Regions from separate parts of the Mus musculus genome. Here region 1 is linked to region 2. A link is a contact called in public promoter capture Hi-C data. All regions are on one chromosome and are shown on one strand. Each heading gives the region's core, a stretch centred on a gene start, on an enhancer-like site or on the middle of the called end of the contact. The rest is flanking DNA. Distances are from core to core; before and after follow the strand shown.

What was found. Capture Hi-C pulls out chosen DNA fragments and counts their contacts.
Region 1: a promoter capture Hi-C map of pancreatic islet shows a contact between it and region 2. The contact joins the promoter of Adgra2 here to the promoter of Adrb3 in region 2. A contact is called at or near these places in 1 of 39 promoter capture datasets (embryonic stem cells), 1 of 484 Hi-C or Micro-C datasets (embryonic stem cells), 3 of 115 datasets of contacts at active chromatin or transcription factors (embryonic stem cells and extraembryonic endoderm stem cells) and 3 of 9 other capture datasets (adipose tissue, liver and pancreatic islet).

The regions. Positions count from the first base shown.
Region 1 is chr8:27,081,814-27,088,547 of GRCm38.p6, reverse strand. Adgra2 (adhesion G protein-coupled receptor A2) reads right to left here and starts at 2,707. Exons shown (of 19, transcript NM_054044.2): 1 at 2,337-2,707. The coding sequence starts at 2,602. Gm39151 (a long non-coding RNA gene) reads left to right here. Exons shown (of 3, transcript XR_870285.3): 3 at 1-2,279.
Region 2 is chr8:27,226,698-27,233,900 of GRCm38.p6, reverse strand. Adrb3 (adrenergic receptor, beta 3) reads left to right here and starts at 4,313. Exons shown (of 4, transcript NM_013462.3): 1 at 4,313-4,792; 2 at 5,151-6,644; 3 at 7,108-7,175. The coding sequence starts at 5,482. The coding sequence ends at 7,147. Gm45470 (a long non-coding RNA gene) reads right to left here and starts at 4,492. Exons shown (of 3, transcript XR_001778544.2): 1 at 1-4,492.

The DNA.
Region 1 (6,734 bases), core at 1,458-3,957, 140 kb after region 2:
CTCCCTGTGTAGCCCAGAATGGCTTGGAACTCAATGTCCTCCCCCAGGATTACAAGCACCAACCCCACACCTAGCAAAACTCCCCACTTATAAGGGGGCTCCCAGTCCTGGAGAGATGGCTCTGTGGGTTAAGAGCACTGACTGCTCTTCCAGAGGACTTGAGCAACCACACGGCCGCTAACAACTGTCTATAGCGCCAAGACCGGCCACCCTCACACAGACATACATGCAGGCAACACCACCCAAACATATAAAATATCAATAAATATGATTTTTAAAAAGTAAGGGGGTTCCATGCTCTTCCTTGGAAGCAGCAGCCCCTTTCCAGCCTTCCTGTCTCATTTCAAGATGAGCTATGACAGTGTGCTTGGACTGAGTCCCCTTCCTACCTTCCACTGAGATCCTAGTTTGATTTTTTTTTTTTTAACTTCAGAGACTGCTGGGTGGCGACCCATCAGGATCATAAATGTGGAAAATTGAGAAAAACATCTGGAGGGAGATTCAGATTCCATTACACTCCAGACTGGTGGGTGACTGGGCTCCCTTGTCCTTTCCAGGGTCCTGCCAGGCTGGGGACCAGTCTCTTTGGAAGGTACTGTAAGCCAGCTAGGTGAATGGCCCAGAGGAGAGAGGAGCCCTTCCTTAGGGAAGGGCTTAAGGCTGGAGCAGGAAGGGCTTAAGCCAAGTCTGCTGCTACTTTGCCACGATATGTTCTCACCAAGAACTGGTCCCGCTCCTCTGAGTGGCGTAGATGGGAATTAGCCGTGGCTGGAAAGCATTAGTGGCCAAATCAGTCTAAGATGTCCTGCAAAACCACTTTTCTATTTTTTCCCCCTCCCTTCCCTTCTGCCTTGACCATGTTAGGATTCCCTAATCCCCACCAACAGACACACAAGAGACAGCTCCCACACATGTGAGTTCGCTGAGCCTCTGGAACATGTGCCCATACACAAATCACCTCCACCCCCAGCCGAGCGAGCGAGCTATCACGGTGCAGCTGTGTGTCACAAACGCTGGCCAGCTATTTCTCACAGCAAAGCACTTTTTTTTTTTCCTCCCTCCTCCAGAACTAAGTAAGCTGGGGAATGCCCAAGTTTTTCAGCACCCTTAAACATCATGACACTCAGACCTACTGTGAACCGCCTTAGCAGCCACTAGGGCTGCAAGCCAGAGCTTGCATCGAGGTGGGAGAGAGAAGAGATCCAGTCTCCACTGCGAGGCACACAGCCCAGCTGGATGGAGAAAATGCAAGCCAGCCGGCCAACATCACAAGCTGACCAGTTGTGTCCTGTCAGGAAGCCAGCTGCCTCTGAACCCGCCACAGGACTTACTGTATTGTTCTGGGTACAATCATGAAACCAGCCCCAGCCCTGGGCGAGGGGTGGTTTGGAGAAAAGGTTCTCTCCAGGGTCAGGATGACAGGGAAGGGGAAGCGGCTTTTAGGCTAGATCCTGAACAGGAAAGCAAGGAGCCGCCGCCGGGGCACGACCCTTAAACCACGTCGCGTGGAACTTGGAGCATATGGTCAGCTCAGGAAACCGCTGGGGTGCGGGAAGCTCTCCGAGTGCGGTTGCCGGGACTTAAGACTCGGGTTAAAGAGCATAGGTGCTCGCGGGCCAGGAAAGCAAGGGTTTAATCAGGCCCCGATTTGAAGGGAGAACTATGGAAGGAGGCCGGGAGGCACGTGCCTCCCTTCAGTCAGGTTTTCCTACCAAATCGTTGAGTAATTAAGTTAATCGATAAACAGCCAAACTATATGCGCAATGGGAGAGAGCCCAAGAGGAGATGGGGCACGGGGTCAGATCAGAAGCGCCTGCATTCCAAGGACAGGCTTAGCGGTCTCAGGCTCCCCTGCCCAAGAAGCCGGGCTGGGAGCAGAGCTCAGCAGGCCCGGGGCGGGGCACCGCAGACTGGGTTATCCCAGTTAGAGGAACCAGGCTAGCTAGCTGAAACCAGCAGGCTCCCTGTCATGCGGGCTCCGAAGCCTCAAAGGTGGTGAGGACCACAGCCACCTAATGGGTCCCTGACACCGATCCCACTCTCACCCAGCTCAGGGCCTCGTAAGGCTGCAACACTAGCCAATCTGGGACAAGGGACACGGAGTGGTCCCTCCACCGTCCACACGCACTTCACCTGTGCAGGTGAGCAGGCTTCCGCGATGCCTCTCGCTCTGGGGCCATACCGGGGTTTCTCTGATCCTAGAACTTCGAGTTTCCCGGTTGTCGCCTGGACTCAGACTTTCCCCAGGCTCTCAAGTGGCAAGATCGTCGCCCCCCCCCCCCCCCCCACTTAAGTCCCACTAATTGACCATACCCGGCACAAACTAAGGTACTCACAAGGTGATGGTGCCGTTTGGCAGAAGGCCGGGATCTGGAGGTTCGGGGAGATCCCCACCGCCGCACACCACCCTCCTTCGAGCCGGGTTGTGGGCGCCGCCACTTAGTCCCTTGGGCCGCTCCCCAGAGCACTTGCAACCGCGGATAGGGACCGGGCAGCCAGGCGCACCCCGAGTTCCAGGAGCCAGGAGCAGAAGACAAGGCAGCAGCGGCAGCAGCAGCAAACGCGCGGGAGGCACCGGCATCCTGCGTCCCCCCGCGCCCATCAACCCATCGCCCCGCGGGGACCTACAGCGCAGGGGCCGGACGGCTCGCCGGCCGGAGGGACCCGGGCGTGCGGGAGGAGTGCTCAGCGGGAGTCCCGGGCGCCCGAGGGCGGGGCGGGGGGCCATGGGCGGAGGCAAGCCTCGGGGTCCCCGCTGCTGCGCTCCGGGGGCATGGCTTGCGAGCACCCGGGCCGGGAGGGACGCGGGCGCCGCTGACAGCGCAGCGCGGGTGGCCCCCGGCGGCGCGGCCGGAGTCTCAGCGCAGCGCTCCGAGCCGACGGAAGCTTGGTCCCTGCGCGTGGCCGGCTCGCCCTGCGCGCGGCTGAGACCTAGCGGATCGTGCCGGGCTCCTGTTGCTGCCGCCGCCGCTGCCGCAGCTCCGTGCCATGGATGGGGGCAGCTAGGCGCCGCTCAGCTCCCGCCGCCAGCCCCCGCCCGCCTCCATCACCGCCTCGTCACTCTGCGAGGCCCTAGCGCCGCCTGATACCCTGCCAGGCGGCTGCCCTCCTTCAAGTGCAAGCCTAGAAGACAGCTTGAGCAGACACCCACTCCTATACCCCATCACCTACCCTGAACCAAGACTGTTGTCCTGTCACGACTCTTTCTACTAGCCAGGACTTTCTCTCTCTACCGCCCAGCTCAGACTTGTAAGGCAACCATCACTTTCCACAAAAAAAAAACGCTCTCTCATCCAGCCTACACCCCTCTTTCTAGGACTTTCGTTGAAGTTCTGGTTTGGCCTGGGAAGTCTGGTGCTCCGGGTTAAGGGGTTGAACTTAGCTCAGGATCTAAGGTTTCTCTTTGGCCCCTGTCGCGATGAGCCGATCTATAAGTTGACTCTCACAGTCCTGTTCCCACCCCTCAGACTTGGATTGAAGCCACAGCAGGAGGGCACAAGACTGAGACAAGGAGGCCATAGATCTTACCCTGTGAGCATTGACCTTGCCCAGCGGGAGGTGCATGTCATTAGGCCAAGGAGAGGTCAAAGGTTAAGGCAGACACTGCCAAAGCTATCCTCCTGTTAACACTGTGTGTGTGTGTGTGTGTGTGTGTGTGTGTGTGTGTGTGTTGGGGCAGGGCAGTAAATGAGTAAGGGGAAAATAAGAGAAGGCCCAGGGATCTATATTAGGGTGTGGGCAGACTCTACCACCAGCCAGGGTATCGCAGTATAGGTTTCAGCCCCCCTCCATGTCTTTTATTAGCTGTTTGACTTGACACAGCATGTAACACCTAGGGGTGTGTAGTCTATTGAGCCTTGCTTGTAAACCGTGGCCAGAGAAGGAGGAAGAAGGGCCAGTCCTAGGTAGGATCTGGCTTTTGACCACTGGGGAGTCAAAGTGCCTATGGACATGACCTCAAAAAAGCAACAGTAACAATGACCAACAGCTAATGCCTGTGGGTGTTAGAGGTGCTGCAGTGCCAACTGAAAAGAAGGTTGGGGTTAGAGGACCCAGGATGCTGCCTCCCAGTTTCCCCAGAAACCATCACTTTTTTTTTTTTTAAATCACTCAGTAGAACCTTTATTGCTATGTAGCGGGAGAACTTCAGGATTGGGGCAGAACCCCTCCTGCTCATGACCCTCCTGTGCCAACAGAGTAACCCCACCTTGGTCCTACTGAGGTGCTCAGTGCCTTTTCTGCCACTGTGGCCTGTGAGCCAGATCTCCCATCTCCTTTCCAGGGAAGTAGCCTCTCTCAGGCCTGATGGCCCCAGCCGCCAGCTTCTTAGCTTTCTTCCCTCATTAGAGTCCCTGGTCAGTCCCTGTTGCAGGTTCTGTTTCCTTGAGCTTCCAAAGATAAATAAATAGTGGTTGCAAATGGAGGAACTGAGAAATGGAATGGACACTCCCAGCAGGAGCCTTAGGCAGGCCTGGTGGAGGCTGCATTCCTCAGGAAAGGGGCCGGTGATGGGCAGAGAGACCAGGCACAGACCAGAGCACTGCCAGGGCCAGAGAGCGGGAAGAGCTGAGGGGCCTCTGACTGAGTCACAGCTTCCCTGTGATTTCCTTTTGCTAAAAGACAAAAGGCTCAGGAGAAAGTCTCTTGTCCCATGCACCCTCTGAGGCTCACAAGTTACAGATGACATTGCCAGGCTGTTGCGGGGAGGTACACTGTAGTGGGCTTGAGTTTCCTGATGGGGACATTTACACAGCACTCCTGTTCGGATGGGCATCATTTTGACTTCTGCGCATCGGCCAGAATGTGGGGTTCACCTCCATTTTGTATCTAGGGAGGAAGAAACTTGAATTTTGAAGTGCAGGGACAGTCATTTTCCTTTGAAATCCTTTCTAAGTGCCCCACAGAGCTGCTTAACACGTTTCCCCAAAGTCATATTCTCCTGCCTATACTTGTGTGGGAGTACAGTTTTTGTGTGTTAAAAGGCTGCAACCTGGTACTCACTTACATTTCCCGATACTTGGAGGACTTACTGTGACTGTGTCTTTTAACACAACCATGGTCTCAGGTACCCAGGTTGGCCTGTGCCTTAGTCAGGGTTTCTGTTACTTCAAGGAAACACCATAACCCAAATGCAAGAAGGGAAGCAAAGGGTTTATTTGGCTTGCACTTCCAGTTCATTGTCCATCACTGGAGGAAGTCAGCACAGGAACTCAAGCGGGGCTGGAACCTGGAGGCAGGAGCTGATGCAGAGGTCACAGAGGGCTGTTGCTTGCTGGTTTGCTTCCCGTGACTTCCTCAGCCTGCCTTACTGAACCCAGGACCACCAGGCCAGGGATGGCACCACCCACACACCATGGGCTGAGCCCTCCCTCGCTGATCACTCATTGAGAAAATGTCTTACAGCTGGATCTCGTGGAGGCATCCTCTCAACCGAGGCTCCCACGTCTCTGATGACTCTGACTTGTGCCAAGTTGACACACAAAGCCAGGCAGACTATCCTGGAACTCACTGTATATAGCTAAGGATGATTTTGAACTCCTGGCCTTCCCACCCATACCTCCCAGGTGCTAGGACTACAGGAGTATGCTTCCTTGCCCAGTTATGCAGTGCTGGTGAGAGATGGTACCCAAGGATTCATGTTTGTGAGGAAAGCAAGCACCTACTGAGTCACAACTCCGTTCTACCCCTTGACCGCCACACCCCAGGCTTCTTTTTTGAGATAGAAGGGCAACTCACACTTCATTCCTATTCTCAGGCAACCTAGTTAAGGAGCCTGACCAAGTACATATATGTTATTGGCAGGGGAATCCCGAGTTGGCCTTGACTGGCCTAGGATATCTGAATTTCTAGCTCAAGAAATGTAAATAAACATTGTATATGTGTGTATGCATTCAATGTATGTAATATGTGTGTATGCTTGTATATGCACTCAATGTATGTAATATATATGTGTGTGTGCCTGTGTATGCATTCAATTGTATGTAATATATGTGTGTGTGCACGCATGCGTGTGGTACTTCTCTTCTCAGCATCATGCCAATGTCATTTGTGTTCAACTTAGGCTTAGATGGTTTGTGAGACAAGAGACTTTGTCCACAGACTTTGTCTGCATCTCTCTCTCTCTCTCTCTCTCTCTCTCTCTCTCTCACACACACACACACACACACACACACACACACACACACACGGGTTGAACCCAGGGCCCTATACATTCTACAAAGCTCTACCGCTGTGTTATACCATTCTCCCTAACTATACTTAATAGACCTTTCAGCAAAAGTTAGGATTATGTACAGATAATGGAGTAGAGTGGCCGACTAAGAGCAGAGATGTTAACCCACCTGCTTCTAGTAAATCAAAGTCCATAAATGTTTGAGAGTTCACGTCATACACTAGTTTACTTCCCTTTCTTTCTTCTTCCTCCTCTTCCTTTATGATAGGTTCCTGATCTGTGGCCTCAGCTAGACTCATACTCTTCTGTAGCCGAGGCTGGCCTTGAACCTCAAAATCTTCCGGTCTCCATATCTTGAGTGCTTGTTTTACAGGCACGTGTCACCCACGCTCTCACTTCTGGCCATAGCAGTAAAGGACATTGGTGGGGTTTAACTAACTTCCATGCCTGGTTTGGCTCACTAATGACTGTACTACTGCAGATGATATAACTTTGTTTGTTCTTTAAGACCAATTAATATTCCACTATGTACATAGTCCACCTTTATCCATTGTAGGCACCT
Region 2 (7,203 bases), core at 3,064-5,563:
TGGCCTTAGGAAGAGCGTCTCTGACAGTCACTGCGCTTAGTGATTCTTTAGAGATGAAAGCGAGGATTTTTCTTCCCACTTAGGAATTGAAGGACCAGCTCATTTTTATTTTATTATTTGTATGTCTATTGTGTGTGTGTGTGTGTGTGTGTGTGTGTGTGTCTATATGTGGAGGCCAGATGGATCCCCTGGCAATGAAATCACTTGTAGCTGTGAGTTAACTGGTGTGGGTGCTGGGAACTGAACTCATGTCCCTTGGAAGAGGAACAAGTGCCTTTAACCTCTGAACTAACTAACTAACTCTCTCTCTCTCTCTCTCTCTCTCTCTCTCTCTCGCCCTAGAAGACCAATTCTTGATCCCTTCTTCCATGGATGATCAAGACCTGAAAAGGAAGAACCAGGGCTGAGGTGTAGCTGGGCAGTAGGCTTCCCGCTTTAGCATGCTCACGAGGCCCTGGGTTCCACCCCCAGCGTGCAAATTTAAGTCAAATTAGAAATAAAACATAAGGCACTAGTAGAATGCTCTGTCAACCCATTTCTTGTTGAAAGCCCTTGTCCCAACCTATCCCTTAGACATGAATCTTATGTCCCCTGAAATTAGAACCTCTCACCTTTATGCAGATGTGTGTAGAGTTAGCTTTGCCATGTGTTAAAGGAAACAAAATGTCTTCCATTAGGGCTTCTTTGCAGCTTTGGTTGACTTCCCTGACTTCAGGGAGACCGTGGCCCATTGTTGTCCCAACCAGGACAGAACAGAGGTATTGCTGGCACAGTTTGGCTGGGAATGAGGACACATGCTGGCAAAAGAGCCCATGCCTCCTCTGTCTGTGTGCTAATACCTGTTAGGAATTAGCTTTTGCCACTTGTGAACGTGCCTGGCTTTCTTCCCTGGACCTCAGTATATAACTATATAAGGTGTTGCTAGTGGATTTGATCTTTAATGACTGTTTGAGAGGCGAGTGTGGTACCCTGTAATCTCAGCTACTAATGAAATCTCCTCAGGAAGATGATAAACTCAAGCCCTGCCTAGGTTGCAAAGTGATTCCAAGGCCAAACCTTGGTCACTTAGTGAGACCTGTGTAAAACAAAAGGGCAAAACAAGAGCTGGGGCTAACCTAGCGGTAGAAGCCTCGCCCAGCATGCATAAATCGCCAGCACCATTAGAAAGGAGAAGGGAAACCCATTTAAAGTGTTCTCCCCCCACCCCCAGATTTTTTTAAATACTGAGCCTCAAGTATCCCAGACCAGCATCAAACATGGTGTCTTGTCAAGAATATTCTAAGCTTCAGGTCTGTTACTTTTAGCTCTTGGTTGCTGGGATCTTGGAACCTGTGTTGCCCTGTCCAGTTTATGAAATACTTGATGAGACCCAGAGCCTTGTGACTAGAGTCCTAGCTGTTATTCATAAGTCACTTCAGTATGCTTTGGTTCAAGCCCAAGCACCAAAAAATAGAAAACACACATATATGTACTATACACACTCACCTTTAACATACGTGGTCTTAGACAAGGTACCGGGCCACAGTCACATAAGCCTTCGTGGGTTTCTTACTGCCGTGTCGTGTAAATACATATACAAGCACCCCGTGTCAATGTCCATGGAACCACAGCTTCTGCCTTCTCTCCAGGACAAAACTTCCTACTTTAAGAACTTCTGTCCACCAAGTGGCTGCTGCCTCTGCTCACCACAGATTGCTATTCTTCCAGACACATCCTTGGGGCTTCTAACTTGGGGGTCCACCATCAGCATCTTAGGGGCCCACACTCACTATGATTGCCTCCAAGGGCATAAAACAAAGGTCATGGGGGACTGGGCCTGAGCAACGCTCTCTCTGGGCAATGTATGTGTCTATCCAGAGTTGGACGACCTCTACAGAACAGGCAATGCTAATTCCCGGAGGCCTAGCCATTAGGATGGCTTCCCAGAGGCATCAGGCCACTGGCTTGCAACCCCCAGCTGGCCACCAAAAGTGATAGTGAGGTTGGAAACAGACATATTGTCTGGGGAGAAAAATGGAGCAATGACTTCTAAACGTACAAGTGTATGTATGCCTTATTTATAACAATTCTGTTCATAGAAACAAATACATCTGCAAAAGAATGAAAGGACTAGGGTATTAATTATACACTGCAACATCATCTATGGATAAAGACAGGAAATCAGGTGTCCACTTGTAGATGACTAGTTTTATGTCCATTCATACTAAAAATGGGTATCTTTTGTGTGTTCATCTAGAAGGGTCATAAGTTAAGGTCATATAGTTATGTTAAAACTTAAAAGCACAGGCTGAGATACAGTCATGTGGAAAACAAAGGCAAAAAGAGTATGCTTTTACATCCTGAGTTATCTCTCAATAAAATGTTATTGGAAAGATTAATAAGATCCGATAGCAGTTACTTGTTGAGGAATTGAACCTCGGGATGGAAGTCACTTTCTGTTATCTACATTTTCTATATTGTGATGGTTGAACAAGATGACTACATTGTTTGTTAAAAACTTACAATAAAATTACGAGAGAGAGAGAGAGAGAGAGAGAGAGAGAGAGAGAGAGAGAGAGAGAGAATAATCTCAAAGACCGAAACAGCAAAACAATAGGAGCGGCGAGGAAGGAGGCAGAGTACTTGGGCATGGCTCTGCTGCCTCCCAGGAATGGGGGAGGCACATTTGGGAACAGGGGTCTAGCACATTAATTCTCACAATATTTGGTTACAGGACTAATCATTTGCCACACACCGGTATGTTCTTACAACTGGGGACTCTTGCTCTTTTTCAAAACTATAAACATTTTTGCACATTTTCTTCAAGTAACAGGGCTTGGTCCTTGACTAAAGCAGAGATGGCCCTTGAGTATGTCTTGGGGGAGATATCTTTCCCCAACCTATTCTGATGTCCTGGGGGTAGGGGGGTGGGGTGGGGGGAAGAGCCAAATGGCATGTATTTGTTTTAGAGATTGCTTGCTGAGAATCTTATGACACCCCTTTGCGATAACTGGCAGCGCTCTGGGGTGTTGCAAAACCCTGACTTGGGTGCAATCACCCTGATGACCAGCAAGAAGCCACAGCCAAAGGCAGCCTTCACACCACCCTGGCATGGCTGGGACAGGAGCAGGGGCAGGGGCAGCAGAAGGGAGCTCTGACGGCTGCATCCATGGGACAGGGAAAACCTTTGCTTGAGAGCCCCTGACAGTCCTGCTCATGGGTGAGTGAGCTGCTGAGTCCCTGGGAGCCCAGCTGGCCCTTTTTCCTCAGGGATAATTTTAGGTTCTCTCTTCCCCTTCCAACCTTTCTGACTCCCAACCCCTGGTTCAGCCTCCCGTGGGGATTGCCTGGACCAGTGGCTATAGAGGACACTTTTAAAATATTGAGCTACTCAAAAGAACATGCCAGGGGGGTACCCTGGAGGCATTTTCCACTATATTTGTTTTTTTCTCTCTTTTGCCCCATTGTTTCGGGGTGGAAATGAGACAACTCATGGAGCAGTCTTGACAGGCGTCCCTAACCCTGGTATTACATGTGAAGGCCATCACTTCAGGCTTCTTTATTCGCATCCCAGGAATCATCAAACTCAGGTCCTTCTGCTTGCAAGGCAAGCACTTCACTCATTTAGCCATTTCCCTAACTCCCAGAGGCTTATTTCTAAGCCTTTCATGCCCACATCCAATTTGGAAAAATTTTGACTGGGAGATTGGATGACAGGGTCAGGTCCTATAAGTCTGGGTGAAGGGAGGGGGCTCAGAGGCGCTGATCTTACTGTATAAGAAACTTCAGAGGCATTAAAATACCAGGCTTATCCTTTTATGCACTCCAGATATGCAGTACGAGGGCCCCGGGAGATGGCACAGTAAGTAAGAGTGTTTGTTCTGCAAGCCAGGGGCACTGAGTTCAAATCCCCAGCACCGAAGTGAAGAGGTGGATGTGGCCGCACACACCCACGATGCCAGCCTTGGGAAGCAGAGGCAGGCGAATCTCAAAAGCCCAGACTCCACCGTCCTAGCCAACGCAAAAGCTTTCTGGCCCTGTGAGAGACCCTGTCTCAAGGTAATAAACTGGAAAATAGTAGAGGGAGACACCTGATGCACCCACACGTTCACATGCAGACACATGACTCCCTCGACTCTAGTTTCTTATGAAGAAATCTCCAGCAAGTGGATGAGAACTCTTTACCATGGGGAAGGTGACAAACATTAGCTTTGGATAACTGAGTGTGGCGATAGACCTGTGGTCCTCACCCTTCCTCAGGCTGCGACCCTTTAATACAGTGCCTCATGTTGCAGTGACCCCAATCATAACATTATTTTAGTTGCTACTCCATAATTGTAATTTTACTATTATTCTGACTCGTGATGTAAATATCTGATATGCAGGATATCTATCTGATATGTGAACACGGTGGGGACTGCAAGCCACGGGTTGAGAACCACTGTGCTAGACAGCCTCAAATGCATCCTTTCTCTCTCTGTCTCTCTCTGTCTCTGTCTCTCTCTCTCTCTTTCTGTGCTGGACCTCAAGCATGTTAAGTATGCACTCTACCACCGAGATACACCCCTCCCTCTCCAAAACTCCATCCTCTCATTTTAATGTGTCTATCACTTCAGAATTTGAAGGGACTTTTCTAGAAATTTTCTAGGAGAAAGGTGTGTGGACTGGGCAGTGCAGGAGGAAGATGGAAACCAGAAGCCCTCAGCATCCCAAGCTACACGATGCCATGTCAAACTAGAGTGACTCCTGAAACAAGCGGGTGTCTCCAGTAACTGAAAAGAAGAAGAACTGAAACAGCAGACAGGGACAGAGGGTGAGCGAAATTGAGGAAAGGGAAGGGGACGGATCTCATCAGCTGGGAGAGAAAAGGATGCCAGCCACCTCTGGTTGGTGGCTTCACAAAAAGAGTCTTAGAGTTGGGAATAGTGGCGCACAGATCTGTAATCCCAGCACTGGGGAGGTTGAGGCAGAAGGATCTGGAGGTCCAGACCAATCTGGGCAACATATAGAAAGACTATCTCAAACAATAAGATACCTTAGGGAGAGCATCCAAGCAGAAGAGGGGCTATCTTGGATGGTTTGGGTTGTTCGGTTTTGTTTTGGTTTGTTTCTGGATGGTTGCCTTCCTTGTTGGGTAAAGGATAGGGTGCGGGGGTTTCTCTTCTTTGCAGGGTTGCCTCAGGTTCTGCCAGGAAGGAGCTGCTGAGCTCCAGGAAACCGGTGCTGAGGGAGTGTCAAGACAGGACGCCCCTCTCCACCCTCCAATTCCCACCAGAGGCCTCTCTTGTGACTATTGGACGCTGTTCCTTTAAAAGCAGCCACTCCTCCCGGCAACTAGGGTGTACATGGGGGGTGAGATGGAGGGAAGCTGACAGACTTACCCCAGCAATTAGGGAAGATGGCCCAGGCTGGAAGAGTCGCTCCCAAGCCCTACTGTCCCCTTCCCTAAGCCAGCGGGTCTGGGGAGGAGGGGGAACCTTCCCACCCCAGGCGCCACACGAGATGGCTCCGTGGCCTCACAGAAACGGCTCTCTGGCTTTGTGGTCGGACGCCCCTACCCTGGACCCCAGTGCAGCCAACACCAGTGGGTTGCCAGGAGTACCATGGGCAGCGGCATTGGCTGGGGCATTGCTGGCGCTGGCCACGGTGGGAGGCAACCTGCTGGTAATCATAGCCATCGCCCGCACGCCGAGACTACAGACCATAACCAACGTGTTCGTGACTTCACTGGCCGCAGCTGACTTGGTAGTGGGACTCCTCGTAATGCCACCAGGGGCCACATTGGCGCTGACTGGCCATTGGCCCTTGGGCGAAACTGGTTGCGAACTGTGGACGTCAGTGGACGTGCTCTGTGTAACTGCTAGCATCGAGACCTTGTGCGCCCTGGCTGTGGACCGCTACCTAGCTGTCACCAACCCTTTGCGTTACGGCACGCTGGTTACCAAGCGCCGCGCCCGCGCGGCAGTTGTCCTGGTGTGGATCGTGTCCGCTGCCGTGTCCTTTGCGCCCATCATGAGCCAGTGGTGGCGTGTAGGGGCAGATGCCGAGGCACAGGAATGCCACTCCAATCCGCGCTGCTGTTCCTTTGCCTCCAACATGCCCTATGCGCTGCTCTCCTCCTCCGTCTCCTTCTACCTTCCCCTCCTTGTGATGCTCTTCGTCTATGCTCGAGTGTTCGTTGTGGCTAAGCGCCAACGGCATTTGCTGCGCCGGGAACTGGGCCGCTTCTCGCCCGAGGAGTCTCCGCCGTCTCCGTCGCGCTCTCCGTCCCCTGCCACAGGCGGGACACCCGCGGCACCGGATGGAGTGCCCCCCTGCGGCCGGCGGCCTGCGCGCCTCCTGCCACTCCGGGAACACCGCGCCCTGCGCACCTTAGGTCTCATTATGGGCATCTTCTCTCTGTGCTGGCTGCCCTTCTTCCTGGCCAACGTGCTGCGCGCACTCGCGGGGCCCTCTCTAGTTCCCAGCGGAGTTTTCATCGCCCTGAACTGGCTGGGCTATGCCAACTCCGCCTTCAACCCGGTCATCTACTGCCGCAGCCCGGACTTTCGCGACGCCTTCCGTCGTCTTCTGTGTAGCTACGGTGGCCGTGGACCGGAGGAGCCACGCGCAGTCACCTTCCCAGCCAGCCCTGTTGAAGCCAGGCAGAGTCCACCGCTCAACAGGTAGGGGACACGAGCGGGGGACCGGAGTCTCTGGGTGGGGACGTCTCTGTCTCTATTTTTGAGTTTGGAGATTGGGGGAGGGGAAGATGTAGATGGGGGTGCGGTGTGTGTGTGGGTGGGGGGTGGCCTTTGTCTTGAGAGGACAGAAAAGAGGTAGGAACTAAAACGGGCCCTTTCTCTTCTTGGATCCAATCCCTGGGTCTGAAGCAAAAGGGAGGAAGGGGATAATTGCGCACCTTAGGACCAGGTGACCCCCACAGGCAGTTGCTGCTCTTCCGGCAGGTTTCTGACCTCTCTGGTCGCCTCTAGTTTGGGGTTTGTTTGTTTTTGTTTGTTTGTTTGTTTGTTTTGTTTTTTTAGTTCCCTTCTTCGGGAACCCAGGCATCTCTATACCTGTCTGGGATATCCATAGACAGCAATGGACTTCCCTAGTCCTCGGCCTCAGTCCCGCTCTCTCTCAAAGGTTTGATGGCTATGAAGGTGCGCGTCCGTTTCCCACGTGAAGGGCCGTGAAGATCCAGCAAGGAAGCTGTGAGTTGGCTTGGAGTTGCTTTCCTCC